2 separate regions of the Mus musculus genome follow, and region 2 is linked to region 1. The links are chromatin contacts, called in public capture Hi-C maps. All regions are on one chromosome and are shown on one strand. Each heading gives the region's core, a stretch centred on a gene start, on an enhancer-like site or on the middle of the called end of the contact. The rest is flanking DNA. Distances are from core to core; before and after follow the strand shown.

Region 1 (7,838 bases), core at 3,360-5,859:
GGAAGGAGATGAGCTCCCAGACTGGTTTTACAGACTCACCTGGCGTTCAATTGCCCCATAGCTGGCTACAGTGGTAGAGGTGACAGTTGGTGGCTCTGTGTTTGGTGGGTGAGCAATGTGGGAATGAAGAATTGGGAGACTAACCACCCCAAGGCTGAGGGCCCCAGTCTTAGCTTACGGGACTCTAGTTGCCTTTTTCTCTCTTGATTTCAATACAGTTATCACTTTCAACAGAACCATCTAATTCTCAAAACATCTCAAGGGATTTCTCTCCTAGTGGGAGATCTAAGGTTCAAAGAGATTCCATCTCCATCTTTTTCACTGGGGGTCGGGGGAAGTAGATTTGAATTCAGACCTTGCTCATTCACCCGGTGTGAGCCTGGGATGTTTTCCATTGGGCCTGTATGCTCAGCTGTGTAGGCTCTACCTTGCTAAAGGCCCAGAGGGTGAAACCAGCTGGCTGGGACAAACAGGGCTAGGAAGGGGCTGAGCCGAGACACCTGTAATTCCACCCAGACTTGCCCAACGGGTGGCTCTTCCCAGGCTCCTAGCACCTGCTCTATGGACTGAAGCAACTCTTGCAAGGGATCCTGAGGTGCCTGTAGGCTTGGGAGATACCTATTTGGGATCTGGGTCCATATGCTGCCTTCATTGTGCATTGCGGCCCATCTTTAAGCACACGGCTTGGCTGTGACTCTCAAGGTCCCGAGGGCAATCTTGCATTTTCTGCTGTTCACTGGCTTAGTTCCCTCAGATGTAGATGGTGCATGCATCCTACCCAGGGACCCATGGCCACGACAAGACCAAGCAAGATTGTCCTGTTGCATATTGGGTAACAGTGCTGTAAACCGACAGCAGATACATATGACTCAGATGAAGTAGACCCTACCATGCCTGGGTCTAGCTCCCACCAGTCTGGAGTGTTGGGGGTTTAGGCAGCGAAAGGAAATGGAGGCTCTGTGAGTCTAGGCTAGAGATGGTGACCAGCAGCTTGGGAATGAAGGGAACTCTGCAGGTGAGTGTGGGTCCTTTTAGAAGCCAAGGCTGTATTTTGCATCCAGGTGTAAGGAGCTATGAAGGGGACCAAGCCTACAAGAGTAAGTCTTGGTGCCACCTTAAATCCAGAAGGGTGATACCCAGGAGAGTGTGAGGGTTTGGACCTGTGAGGTGATGGGAGTGAGCTGAGACCTCAGGGTCCTCAAGAGGGCAAGGGGACCCCTCACTCTCGACATCCAGGCTGGAAGGTCTGTGAGGCACCGCATTCTCAGGAAGGAGGGGCTGAGGGACAAGGCTGCTGGATCGGCCTCTGCTCCATTTGTTGCTGCTCCTTGGGCAGTTGAGGAGGCAAGTACAAAGTTGGGAGCAGCTGCCACCTACACAGACCTTCAGGCCTACTGTTGCCTCCCTTTGTCTGTGAGGAGTCAAAGCTGCCGAGAGGAAGGAGGCTGGATGTGAGGTATGGCTTCTGTGTGGACAGGTGGAGTGCTCCTCAGACCAACTCAGTGCAGTTCCCGGGAACCAAATAGAGCATGCCCCTGAGTTGAGCGCCTCCCCTGTCAGAGCCTAGGAGAGAGAGCGCAGCAAGGAAGCCTGAGGGACAGCAGAAGCCTTCTGTCACAGTCCTCACAGGGAAGACACACAGTAAGCTCTACCTGCTTCCCAGGAAGCCTACTTGAACCTCAGGTTCCCTCCCGTTCCTGCCCCTCCCAGTCCCTCACTTGCTCCAAGGATCCTTACACATCTCAAGGGCCCCTATTTGCAACTCGGGGTCCCCATCTACCTCCTAGGCCACCCATGTGCTTCGTGAGGCCTCCAGTACTGCAAGGGCCCTTACTTTCCTCTCAGGAGCCCTACCTGAACCTCAGATCCCCCCACACCTGTTCAATGGGGCCCCTATCTGTTCTGTAGAGCTCCCACCTGATTCTCAGGGTCCCCACCTGCTCCTCAGTCTCACCTGCCTCCAAGAGAGCCCACCTGAACCTCAGACCCTTCACCTGCCCCCCACAGCTCCCCTTGAGTGGCCTCTGAGAAGAGGCAGGGATTTTCCAGTCAGTCAGCAGGTCAGCAGGCTGAGGTCCCCGAGGAGAGCTCCTACCTCAGCCCCGAGTGCTGGCCTGGGCTTTGAATAGGCTTCTTGTCCTTCTTAGTCTTGGGTCAGTTGCTTTACCCCCTGAGCCCATGTTTCCTCATCTGGGGGTAATGACGCACCCTGTCCTATACTGAGTTTTCTGTGAGACTGACTCTCACTAGTATTAAATGGTCCAGGCAGAAGGCAGGTGGCACAAACTCTGTGTGTGACAGAGGGAACCCTGAACCTCTTATCTCCCTCACGTATAGACCCCTGGCAGCTAACAGTGCCCTCCCTCATTATGACCAACCGGAATCTCACAAACAAAAAGACCTTTTTTGGGAAGTCAGATCCATTCCCGAGTTTAGAGAAGAGGCCTGTCATCAACAGTGGTCACAAAGTGCTTACTAGTCCATGGGTCTTGGTGACCATTCCCAGGGAAGGTGCCATCCATTCCTTATAGATAAAGACTCATGGTCCCATCTGTGGCTCCCAGTAAGACTAGTGTCATTTGGCCCAGTGGCAAAGCCCAAGTGTTAGGTCAGTGGCCATATCTGGGTGTTGTTCTCTGGGGCAGCTGGAGCCCTGGACTCCTCCTGTTGACTGGCCATGTCACTGGTGGGTAATGGCAGCTGACTTCATTCCCTCTCAGGAGTGCTAAGTCAGAGGAGGCCAATGACAGCCACCCTGTCTGATTGTCCTTAATGCCTAGCCCCCTGTCTTTTATCAGGCCCTCAAGGGACGAGGACTCTCAGCAGACCTGGTTTTGTGTCTTTAAGGATGGTCTGATGGTCTGGTCTATTCATCTAGACCAGATGTGGCCTACGTAGCCACAAAAGTCAGCATTGACCACAGCGGTGGTAACAGCAGCAGTTGCTGTTGCACATTGTACCTCTGTACCTATATTTCACTAGGGATTTTCTGGCTCAGGCAAGCTAACATCGTCCCAGCGTTTAGCCAAGGAAGCCAAGCTGTTACTTGGCCTACCTTGGCAGGGCCAAGCAACACCACCAGAACGTGGTTGGAGCCCATTTGACCTTGGAGGATGTACTGAGCATCTCATGCTATGGAATCAGCCTGCAGGCATGGGGCAGACCAGAGGCAAGAAGGCAGAAGCTGGATTTGAACCAACCAGAGTCTAGCTGGTCCATCTCATCTCATTCTCTGTGTGGGATGCTGCTGTGACGGACAAAGCATCCCACAGTGGTTTCAGACAAGCTACTTGTCTGGTTGTGCCTTGGTTTTCCCATTCATAAATCTGGTAGTGGTGACTGGGGAGGCAGAAGGAGCCTGGTATGTAGCGGGAGCTTCCATGTGTGCTCCAGAGAGGGCTGGGCAGGGAACACAGTGCTTCTAACCCATGTGTTCCCACATCTCATCATGGTCACCCATAGAAGCTCCTATTTGATAGAGACTTGAGATCAGAAATGTTATATATCTACAATCACCAGCTCACACGAGATATGGCCTAGACACAAAAAGACCTCCTAGCAACCGCTTTGGTCAGTCGGGTGGTGGGCTTTATCGAGAGACGCTTTCTTGGTGGCTTTGGATCTCTCTGATACATAGGCCCCGATAGACAGGCAGCCACCACAGACAGAACAACGCTTTCAGTTTGAGAAACCCACATCTGAGTCCATGCCCAAAGTAAACGCCTTTGCACAAGTTCAGCCCATCCCCCCGCCACGCACACCCCTTGCACGGGGTTAAGGATGGCTGTGTACACACAGGCAGGTGGGCACGAACATTTGCACGCCCCATGCTTGTGCGCACACTGCCTACCAGGGCACAAGTAAAAAAATAAGGCAGCTTAGGTAACAGGTCAGGTAACAGAGGGCCCTGCAACCTGACTCCCGCCTTCCAGGCCTGGGGGCGGGGGACGGAATAGGCTAGTGATTGATCTTACTGTCTCCCAATGCCTGCTGAAGTACTTAGAGCCACTGCCTCAATCTTAGGGCCTGACAATGTCCCCAGGCATGCTCTGAGCTATGGGTGGCTGGACCTGGCTTTGTGCTCCTTTCTTTTCCGTGGCTGCAAAGTCTCTGGACCCACAAGGAAGGGGACAGTGAGTGATCCAAGACACAGTGCTGGCCACCAGCCTATTTCTAGGTCCTGGAACCCCTTGCAGAGATGGGGGCCACAGTGTCATACCTGGCTTTGCTTTTGCTGCACCCAAATTGCTGCCCAGGAAATCCTTGAGTCTTCCTCCTCCTTGCTTGGTCCCCAGGACCAGGCATCAGGTAGTCCTCCATACCACACACAGTGAAGGCAGGCCAGCCTGCCTGTCCCTGCCTCCCGCCTCCCAGGCTTTCTGCTTCCTGTCTCCGGCCTCCTGCTATGAAGCCTGAGCTGGGTCTCTAGCCCCCTTGGTGAGCACCCCAACGACTCCAGTCCACCCGGCTCCTGGAAGGGCCCTGTCTGCTGTAATCGTGTACTCACATGGCCACTTGGCCAGCCTTGGACCTCCAGGGGCCTCGGTCCTCAGTGATCCCCACCCGGGAGAGATAGGAGCGAGCAGTATGAACTTGCAAGACAGAATTTTGACCAAACCCGCCTGACAGGTTTCCGATTCTCCCAGCCGGGAGCTGCAAGGAGGCAGGGACTGACTAAAGCCGCCAGACTGGTCTGGCCATCTCTGGGAGAGTGGAAGAACCGGCTGGCCATGTGCATAGAGCTGAATTGTTTCTCCCTAATCCGAGCCGCCTGGGTGCCTCAGCTTGACCATCTCCGCAGCATCCTGTGTGACTCTGGACAGGAGTACTGGCCAGCCCAGAGCACAGGCAGGCTGTGTGGGCCTTTATGAAGGAAGGGGAGATGCTGTTGGCCTTGCCACTCGGGAGTCAGATGTTTAGAGGACCCTTATGCTATCTACATCCAGCTTGCCTTGGGTTGACCTTGAGCAGGTGAAGTTTTCCTGTCTAACCTTTATATTTTTAGTCTGCGGCCAGAATGACATTGGATAGATAGAGTTCAATAGTCCTGACTTTGTGGATTAAACAAACAAAACAAAACAAAACAAAACAAAACAAAACAAAACAAAACAAAACACCCAGGGTGTGAGCCTCTGGAGACTACTATTTAGAGACATCACTGGGTCTGGGGCTCTGCAGTACCCATTGTGGCCTTCCTGAGACAGACAGCTGGCTTCTGCTCATTGGTAGAGGTGGTTAGGGGCTAAGCCTCAGGTTGTGGGTATCACAGTGGATGGGCATCTCTGGATTTCAGGATGACCCTGATGAGTAGAACCATGGCGTGACACATAGGGCAGGGGCTGGCTTGGACAGTGACATTGTGGCTGCACTCCTGCAGGAAACAGAGTCCTCTGAGGCTATGGATGCCCTGCCCCCTTCTCTCTCTCGCTCACGTGCCTTTCAACATCTCTTACTCCAGCTTGCCTGACTCTGCCCAGAAGCAAGCAGGCTCCCTCGCTCACACACGGAGCCACAGAAGGTAGGTAATGAGGGTCTGTAGAGCAACCACGTTGACTAGGAGAGGAGGAAGTCTTGGGTCTTGAAGGATAGAAGACTTCCTGCTGCTGGCAGCTGGCCCTGAGCTTAGGGTGAGAATGGATGGTCTTAGGTAAGGATGACTGTCTAGGCTCCAGGAAGAGGAAGATTTTAGGCTATAGAGCACTAGAGACACATTGCATATTCTTTACCTTCTGTCTGGACCTTTGTGAGAGGTGTCTGCCTGCTCAGCACGTGTGTATCTGTTCGTTGCATGGGCTCCACAGGAGGGAGAGGGCATGTTCCCTGTGGGCTCAGCCTGAGAGAAAGGGGACTTGTGTGCAAGTAGACAGAGGCTTTGCCTGTTTTTGGCTAATGTCTGAAGTGCACCCCCCCCTCCCCCAATATGTTGACTTCTTAACACCGAGGCTGTAGTACTTGGGGACTTGGGTGGCAATCGGGACATAAAGGACAGAGCCCCATGAATAGCACCAGTGCTCTTACAGAGAGCAGAGAGCTCTGCCCCACTTTGCCAGGTGACACAGACAGAAGGTTGTCATCAGATCTGCTTTTGGACTTTCTTCATCCAAGACCACGAGAGGTATACCTTTGTCTTCTGTCGGCCCTAGCCTAAGACATTGTGCAGCAGCCCCTGGCTCAGCCAGGTCTGGTGCACAAGTCTTGGCATTTGAAAGCAGCTGGCTGTAGTTCCTCAGCTCGTGACTGTTCGATAGGTGCTATGTTGTGCTATGTGTATGGACTTTTTCTGATGTGTGTGGCAGGGTCTACAGGCTAGAGGCTTTGTGTATCTGTCTAGGGGACTGTACATACATTCCTGGGGGCTGTGCGTGCATGCCTAGAGGTTGAATGTGCATGTCTAGAGGCTGTGTATGCATGCCTTGGGACTGTGTGTGCGCATGCCTGGGGATGTGTGTACATGCCCTGGTGTGTGTACACAGGTCTGGTGAATTCTCTGTGGGGAGGAAAAGCCACATGCTTCATGCCAGCAGTGTAGGCTTATCTCTCGACCAGAGCTGAAGTTTGGACCCTGCAATTCTGTCCCGTTTCCTTGGTCCCCAGGTCCTGCCCCAGCCAGTTGAATCCTAGCTCTTCTGTGACTTGGGTCACAATCTCTCCGGGCCAGGGACTTGTCTGCACAGTATGCTTTGTAGGCAGCTCAGAAGGAACCCTGAGGTGAGGTTGCAGCTAAAGCTTTTGCCAGGGTCTACCTCAGTAGGCACTCAGCTGTGAGACCCTGCTTGGGGCTTGATGGATAAACAGGGAAGTGGTGTTAACCAGTGTTAACCTGTCAGTAACTTAACAGAGACTGCTTTCTCAGAGGTCAGTTCACACACACTGGCTCTGCAGCCCAGCAGCCAGACTGATGTCCTGGCAGCTGTATTTATTTATAACCAATTGCAACTGGGCTGGCCAGGGAATAAACAACGGAGCCAAGCTCTGAAATGGAAAACTCCTCGCTGATCCAGAGGCTGGGTTCTGATGTCCATGCCTCTGCTCCACGTGAGATGGCGCAGACTAGGTGGTAGAGAACAGGATTTCCTCAGACAAGCAGCCCAGGAACTGGCTTCTTGGGTGATGGGACTGTCAGGTTCTTGGTTGTGGTTGTGGGTGGACTCATCTGGGCATATTCATCCTGTAATTAAACACTATTGGCTTAGTTTAATACAACTGGACTTTAATGGCTGAATTTTCTTTTTCTTTTCTTTTTTTTTTTTTTTTTTTAATTGTGTTGGGGGTAGAACCCAGGGCCTTATACATGCTGGTCTGTGGTTCTGCATCCTCTGTTTTCTTCCTCTCAGCATGTCCAAATGCAGCACACTGGGCTGGAAGGATGAAGTGGAGTCTGGGCCAGGCAGGATCCTGGTCTGGCTGGGAGTGAGGTGGTGGGTCAGATGGAGGGGTGTGTGTGTGTGTGGGATGGGGGATAGGGGTGGTAGGGGTAGAGGGTGGGAAGTAGGGGGTGGGAGTAGGGGGTGGTGTGGTGGGGGGGTAGGGGGTAGTAGGTGGGGGTAGAGGGTGGGGAGGGGAGAAGGCCTTTTCCTGGGATCTTTCAGGCAAAGGCCTTCTCTGAGATTTTCAATGAAACGGCTCTCTGAGACGACCTTAGCTTGTGCGTATTTCTTTATTGGGGTGGGCATGTACCCATACACTTTATTTGGGGTGAGACAAGGGTTATATAGTTTTGGGAAAGGGGGTGAGGGTGTGGTCAAAGGTCATTGAGTGAAGACTAAGGCACTGAGTTGCCTCATTAGCATGGGGAGGCATTTCAGGAATCCCAGGTGGAGGACTGCACCACATTCCTC
Region 2 (7,838 bases), core at 3,757-6,256, 870 kb after region 1:
TTCCTCTGGATAGACCAAGGTCTAGGTCCCAGGCTGTCTCTGAAAAATGTCTTCCTCTTTACTCCCAAGTAAGAGTCCCAACCCAGAGCTGCAGACTGTCTAAGTTTCAAGCTTCCACATGACCTGCCCAAACACAATCCTCCACTCTTCAGGCTAGCCTCCGGACATGCTTCCTTCCCAGATACCAACCCACTTCAGACTAAAGGGGGAGGCAGCTGAAAAAAACCATGTGGCCTTACTGATTCTGAATAGTTTTTTGTTGTTGTTGTTTTGTTTTTGATTTTTTTTTCTTTTTTGTTTTTTTGAGGCAGGGTTTCTCTGTATAGCCCTGGCTGTCCTGGAACTCACTTTGTAGACCAGGCTGGCCTCAAACTCAGAAATCCACCTGCCTCTGCCTCCCAAGTGCTGGGATTAAAGGTGTGCATCACCACACCCGGCCTGAATAGTATTTAAACCCAGGGCAGTGACTTCGGAGAAATAAAAACTGTTTTTCCCCCATAGTGAGATCCGGGATCCAACAGGCAGTGTCTGTAGGGATGACTTGATGAAACCATCATTTGCCAGAAAAAGGGCCTTATCTTCCTCTTTTGGCCTCTTAAGGAGGCTGAGTCAGAGAACTTCAAATGCAGGTCCCTTACTAGGAGGTCTTCATCACCACAGAGCTCACAGAAACCTAGCAAGACCAAAGGGAGCCTGGCCCACCCTGGCCTGGAGCCTTGGAGCCCTGGGCTCTTGAGAAGGCCAGCACTGTCCCCACCATACCATCTCCACTCACATTAGGTGAAGGCTCCAGCATGTTGTCACCATGCCAGCCCGAGATGGGCACGAAGGGCACCGTGGCTGGGTTGTAGCCGATCTTCTTGATGTAGGCGCTGACCTCCTTAACAATCTCATCATAGCGCTTCTCGCTGTAGGCTGGTTCCGTGGAGTCCATCTTGTTGACACCCACAATGAGCTGCTTCACACCCAGAGTGTAGGCCAGGAGTGCGTGTTCCCGGGTTTGCCCGTTCTTGGAGATGCCCGCCTCAAACTCGCCCACACCGGCTGCCACGATCAGCACTGCGCAGTCCGCCTAGCCAACAGGTCAGACACAGTGAGTCCCCACCCGGCCCTGCCTTCGACCTGGCCCTGCCACCCACATAATGGGGCCTGGGCAGTTATGCTGGGGGTAGAGATTCAGGGTATCTACCTCAAGGGCAACAGGGGAATCTTCCACCAGACCCTGAGTCAAGGAGGCCCAGACTGGCCATCAACTCCACTGCCAGCAGGGTATGGTCCTTGGATGAGTCACTGATCCCCTCTGGTTCTGTCCTCTCTGCCTGTGACTGACTGACTGCTTTTCTACCCATATGTCACTGTATCTACTCTGGGCTCTTCTATAAAAATCTATGTGTGAAAGATATGCCTACATGTCACCCTTGGTCTGTCTGCTGGCCCCAGCAGAGGTAACCCTGCAGGCACCCGGTCTAGCTGAGATATAAACACTGACTCAGTTCTTGAGGGACTCTATGCCCAACAGGATGGAGAGGACATGGAGATGACATGGGTAGAGGTCTGCCGAGACAGAAAGTGCAAGAGACGCTGACACCTGAAGAGAGCTCTTGGGCCCCGAGTCACTGAGCTAGGTGCCCTCTGTGCACACCTGGGATGTGCCTGTAATCATATTCTTGATGAAGTCTCGGTGTCCTGGAGCATCGATGATGGTGATGTAGTACTTGGTGGTCTCAAACTTCCAGAGGGAGATGTCGATGGTGATGCCTCGTTCCCGCTCGGCCTTCAGCTTGTCCAGCACCCAGGCATATTTAAAAGAGCCCTTCCCCATCTGGAAGGGTAGAGGCACAACTCAGGATAAGACACAGGACTCTGAGGTCACATCCACCTGCCATGCCTGCCCTGGCCCATGGGAGCAGCCATGGAGAAGTGACAGTTGGCTTAAAGCACTTTGAACTGAAGACCTCTGTCCCATCTCTCTGGTGTTGATCCCCAAACCCTGCTCTGCCTCACCCCAGGCTGCCCAGATCAGCCAGCCCCACCCTCACTCCCTTCCTCAATGGTTGTGGACATGCAAGTCCCCCAGCAGAGGGCGTGAGGGCCTGGGAGTTGCCAAACTATCCTTGCCACCTGAGGCTAAGGCTCTACACCCAATTAGAGATCAATTATCTCATTAGGTTTGGGACTGTTAAAAACAAAACAACTCTCTAAGTTATTTTTTTAAGGGAAAATTTTAAAAATGAGTAAATTGTTCAAGGTTTTGAGAAAATCCCGGTTCCAGCTCTTCCTGCAGCTGATGAATAACTCTGAGGCATCTCCCCTCCCCACTTCCACCAAAACAGAAGTAGAAACAGCCCCACCAAGAGCAAGGCTGGCTGCTCTTTGCAAATCTGTGCCAGGGTGAGACTCCTTGTGAGACTCCTACAGCCTGGACCACGGTTTGTGGTCATCGATGCTCAGCTGAACATGACTCCCTACCAGAATCTCACATGACATGTTTGCTTCTGCATTCCAGGGATGATGCCCAGCTTGGAGGGGCTACCCAGACAGAGCCAGACAAAACCCAGCTGGGACCTGATCCAAGTGGCCATCAAACCCTCAGGTCCCTCCTACCTCCTCCCCTCAGCGCAACCCCTAAAAGGTAAAAGCATCAGGCCTAGACACACAGAATTGTGGCTCAAAGCCCCATATACACACAGGAGCAGGAGCTCTGCATAGACAGTTGATGCCCTCAGATCTGCCTTAGCCCTTATCCAGGAGCCAGCTCTTCTCGGAATGAGCAGGGTTAGGGGCAGAGAAGAGAATTCTGTTACAACCACTGCTCATTTGTAGGTCTCAACCAGGAACAGGCTACCAAGACCCCCCACTCCAGGTACCATCCTGGACCAGCAACCCTTCTCAGCTTATCTGGAGAAAGTGGAGCTGGCAAGCCTGCTGCCCATCAATCAGCTATTAATAGCATCCTTGAGCCCTGGCTGTTGCCAGACAAGCGAGGACAGCACCACATCCAGCCCAGCTTCAGCCCTGGGGAACAAGAGGATAAGGCTTGAGGGTCTCCTGGCACTGGCCCACTGAGGCCGAGTCCAGAGCCTTCGGATGGGCCTGGGGAGGGCACAAGTTCCCCCTCCCTCAGTATGAGACAAATCTAGCAACATTCTCAGAGGGAGACTGCTCTGTTCACCCCTCCCATCACCAGGCACCCATATCCCCTGCACTGAAGGAGGTAAACTGAGCAATGGCAGCACCAGGCCCACAGTGCTCACCTCTGCTGCCTCCTTCTCAAACTTCTCGATGGTCCGCTTGTCGATGCCACCACACTTGTAGATGAGGTGGCCTGTCGTGGTGGACTTGCCTGAGTCCACGTGGCCAATGACCACAATGTTGATGTGTGTCTTCTCCTTGCCCATTCTGCCTGGGTGAGGGAGGGGCTGGCACTGTGGGGGCTCTGGTTTGGGGTTGAGGGTATATGCTGGGCAGGAACTCTGTGGAGTCAGGGACGAGGGAAACAAGTGATTAAGGGGCCCAAAGAGAGTCCAGCAGAGGTACCCGCGCCATTCTTGTATTGTTTGGGAGCTTGCCCTGACCCAGTCTTCTCCTGAGCCAGAATAGGGAAGAACGACACCCCCCCCCAACCCTGTCCTAACCCCATTCAGCCACATTTCATTCATAAGCCACCTGTTTCTCTACCCTATACCTTAGCCCAAATGCTCCGTTAGTGTGTAAGTGTTTGGGAAGGTGATTTGGAGGCAAATTCCTTAGGGAAGGGTTAATCAGGTCTGGACATCACAGAGCAGCAGACTGAGTGAAGCTCTGGAGCAGCCAGGAGCCCTGTGATGAGTCACTGTGCCCAGCTCTAGGGTGCATTGTCCTTCCTGTCCTCGATGCCACCCCCCCCTTCACACACACACACACACACACACACACACACCAGGGAGGGACACTGCCCTACCCCCATCTGCTGCCACCATGAAGAGAAGGCCAGCACTCCTCAGCCCCTCCACGGGCAAGGGCGCCATCTTCCTCCCTCTGCCCACAGGCTGGCAGAGGAGACAGCTGGATGGTACCCAGGCATAGGCCCAGAATAGCTCAGGCCCTCCCCACAGGCAAGGGGCAGCCATGAGGGCCGAGAGGTGAATGTCCTGTTCTAGCCAGAGAAATAAAAATCCCACCTGGCCCAGCTCAGCAAGTGCCCTCAGAGATGCCCTGACCCTCTCCCCTACTATCCAGTCCAGGTCCTGTGTCTCAGTACCCGCGCATCTCAGAGGTCAACCGAGAAGCTCAGGCCTGTTGGGGTGGGGGGTGCATCCGAGGGTGGGAGCCACATAGGACGCGATAGGGGTCCTCAGATTTCACCACCTCCCCCGCCCTACTCTGACAAATCACGGACATCCCCAGGGCCCCAAACCACCGCGCCAGCACTTTCACCGACCAGCCTGTCAAGCCCAGCAGAGCCCAGACAAGCCCCAAGGTCAAGGTGACAGCATGATGGCAGGTTTCAGGAGAAGGCCCCCCTCCACTGTCACAATTGCCTAAGGGACTCACTACCCGACTGCCACGGGGACCCACCATGCCCAGTCTAGAGACAGCCTCCCTCCACCCCCAGCCCAGGGGTGCAGCCCAGCTAGGTGCCGCATATTCCCCTCTTCCCCGGGCTGGGTTCCCAGAGAAGCGAACCCTGATTGAAAACCTAAGCAAGGGTCTCAGACCGGGATGTGCGTCCTTACCCAGAGCCGAGGACTCAGTCAGAAGGACTGGTGGCGCCGGCGCCGGCGGTTTTATCTCTCCAGGAGGGGGTCCACCTATTGACGGTGCCGGCGCAATGCACTGCGCCCCTGCAGTACGGCAATGCGGTACCGGAGGGGGGAGGCGGGCGCCGAGCGGCTGGCAGATGGGATGCGAAAGATGCGTGGACGCAGGGGCCGCGCACCCACGGACGCGGGCCGGCGTAATGAGGATCCGAGAGGACGCAGCTGCAATGATGCACCGGAGCGAGGGAGAGAACCAGTGAGCGAGAACGCAGACCAGGAGAGAAAAACAGGCAAAAGGGCGGTGCAGCGCGCAGAGGTGGGGGCAGGGAAACAGAGCCAGGAAAGGAGGGGCAGGGATGGAGAGAAGCGAAAGAAACAGTAGAGAGAACTGGGGTAGCAGAGACAGTGGTTGCTGGAGAGCAGGGGGGAAAAAAAAGGTACATCCAACATAAAGATGTCCCCAGGAAGGTGGAACACAATAGGGAACCAGCAAGTAGACTAGGAGAGAAGAGGCCCAAGCCCAGGTCAAGATCCCTGCAAGCCTTGATGTGGGCATCCATTGCTGGCCCTGCTCATGGTTGAGTCCCGGTGAACATGAAGCTCAGTTTCCAGAGGTTTTCCACGATCCCCACCACCCCTAGCACAAGTGCTTACTCACATGGACCCTACATGACAGGCCCTTGAGGCAATCAGCCAGTCCAGCCCGCAGCCCAACCTTCTTATGAAGCCCTGGAAAGAGGTTTTTGTCTACCTATTCCCTTAGGTGTAGGGAATTTACAAAGCCCGTTCTCAGATGGTCTTAGCTAAGGTCACCAAGAACATCCAAACAGGGTTCAGATCCCCACTCTCCTTCAGGCTCCATTGGTAGGAAGCAGGGAGCCCTTGAGATTTCTAGAAAGATTAGGATATCCCAAATAGACCTTAAGGGGGTTGTGGCCACCGTGTATCACCAGGGGCTTCTTCAGAGGTGCCTATCTTGTCATTTGACCCAGACATTCCCGTTTTCCAATACTGCCACCTGTCCTAACCCAACCAGTCTTTGTGGTTGCAAGTAGGAAGCAAAGGTTCCTTGAGTATTTATGCTGACTGACAGCAGGCCTGTGCCTATTCCTTCTACCCTGGTGTAGAGTAGATCTAGACATAGAAGGCCCAGGTCAGGGCCCAGCACCTCCTACTGAGAGCGCCTGTTAGGGGACCCTGGAGATGGGTGCCCAATTAGGGCAGCTATCAAGTATGAAGAGAGAGTAAGGTGAAGCCTAATGAGGGTCTGTCTAGCAGAGGGCAGCCAGAGGCTAGGCAGGGCTCTCAGATGACTTGGCACTTTTGAAGACTGCTGAGACCGTCAACTGGGAGCCAGGAATTAAAAATAAACGCCTGGCAAGACATTAGCATTTACTCCACCCACTTGTCCAACTCATCTCTCCCTGAATGCCTTCCTTCTTGCATGGAGATGACTGGGCCTGGTTTCGAAATCAGGAGGTAGAGTGGGCTCAATAATGAGGTCCAAAACCCAGCATCTTTGTGAATAGCTATTAGTCCTTAGCTTTGGAGTCGCCTCCTCTGTCTATCTGGGCAGCAGTGAGCCAGCAAGGCCCAAGGCCAGGAGCTTACCCATCTAGAGGACTGACCCCTAATGACCAGAGGTCATGTCCTGCCTGAAACACCTATACATTGACCTACAGGAGGCAGGTCAAAAGTACCTCCCTGTCATTAGGACATACTTTGCCTCCACTGCAAATCCCTGAAGCCTTTGTTGGTATGAGAGACCCTGGGAATAGGCAGAAAACAGATTTTTAAGAGGTTAACAGTGTTGAGCAACAACATACTCAGCCAACATGATAGGGGGCCTTGAGGCCAGCTGTTCCAAGGAGCCACTAAGCCAGCAGCACTGAGCAATGGCCAGGCACTCAATAGCGCCAGCAACGGGGCAGCTATTGCTTCAATCTGCATGTATCTCCCAAGTTGGGACTGAATCTCCAGGAAGTAGTGCTGGTATGGGGCTTTCTATGGGACATTTAGGTCCTGAGGGCCCCAGCCTGATCCTACCATAAAAAGTGCCTATGGATGGTTCTCCTGCCTTCCACTGTAGAGCCTAGTTGAGCACCTTGCCAGAATTTTGGGTTTCTATCCTCTTCAATTGCATGCTTAGCAGCACTTAAGCAATAAAGTCTGCAATACTGAAAAACATCAGGTTCTATAAGTAGGGCTCAGGGACCCCAAAACCTATGAGGAAACTGGGCAAAACTAAGCTCAGCACCTGAGACCACACCAGTGGGTAGCTCAAGGCATTAGAACTAAGACAGTGTAACTTCCAGACAGAAGCCTGCGTTTCACCTGTGGCCACAACCTCTGCTACTACTCATGTTCCTTCAGTAGCCCTGGTCACGGTGGCCCTGGGAAGCTGCCAGAGGTGGGGCAGGGCAAGCAAGGAGAGGCTACAGGAAACCAGGATTCTTCCTACTGGCAGCATGGAGGACAGGGTTCAGGTTCTACACCTCCTCAGCCTCTCCAGGAACCCCCACCTGCCGTCTTTAAGCTGTTTAGGGAGATATAGCACCACCCCCTTTGACTGGTGGGGGTTTCACAAACGTTGGAAATGAAGATCCAGCTAAAATTAACCGTTATCAAGCTGCCAGCCCTGCAAATAAACCCGCTTCCCATTGGCTGGCGGTGATGTCACTGTCAGGTTAATAATAGCTGCAGTGCCCAGCTAACCACCTGTGCGGGTGCCTTCTGTGAGCTATGGTCAGGACAGCCTCCTGTAGTCAATATCCAACAGATGTATGTCACTGGGATCAAGTGGCTTTTAAAGGGTCTTAGAGACAGGATCAGGGTCACGCTTGGGACATCTTCTAGTCTGAGAGTTTCCAGGAAATCTCCACCCCGATTTGGACTGCTAGATGCATTCTGGTCTCAGAGCACAGTCCTTGGCCTTAGAGCCTTTTACCAGCCATCTACCTGAGCCTGAGTCCTAGGAAGCCTCCCTGGAGATCAGCTTCCAGGAAGATACCAGGAGACTGAGTGTGCTCCTGAGGCAGCAAGCAATAAACTGTCTGTGATGAGGGGAGTTCTGGGGCCTCTCCTTGACAACAATTAGTG

The links. Capture Hi-C pulls out chosen DNA fragments and counts their contacts.
Region 2: a capture Hi-C map of embryonic stem cells shows a contact between it and region 1, with 2.8 times the contacts expected there. The contact joins the promoter of Eef1a2 here to the promoter of Rbbp8nl in region 1. A contact is called at or near these places in 1 of 39 promoter capture datasets (pre-B cells) and 1 of 9 other capture datasets (embryonic stem cells).

The regions. Positions count from the first base shown.
Region 1 is chr2:180,285,270-180,293,107 of GRCm38.p6, forward strand. Rbbp8nl (RBBP8 N-terminal like) reads right to left here and starts at 4,610. Exons shown (of 13, transcript NM_173031.3): 1 at 4,508-4,610. It overlaps Gm29943 (a long non-coding RNA gene), which reads left to right and starts at 5,426. Exons shown (of 3, transcript XR_867153.1): 1 at 5,426-5,518.
Region 2 is chr2:181,152,009-181,159,846 of GRCm38.p6, forward strand. It overlaps Eef1a2 (eukaryotic translation elongation factor 1 alpha 2), which reads right to left and starts at 5,007. Exons shown (of 8, transcript NM_007906.3): 1 at 4,716-5,007; 2 at 3,255-3,473; 3 at 1,643-1,822; 4 at 776-1,072. The coding sequence starts at 3,398.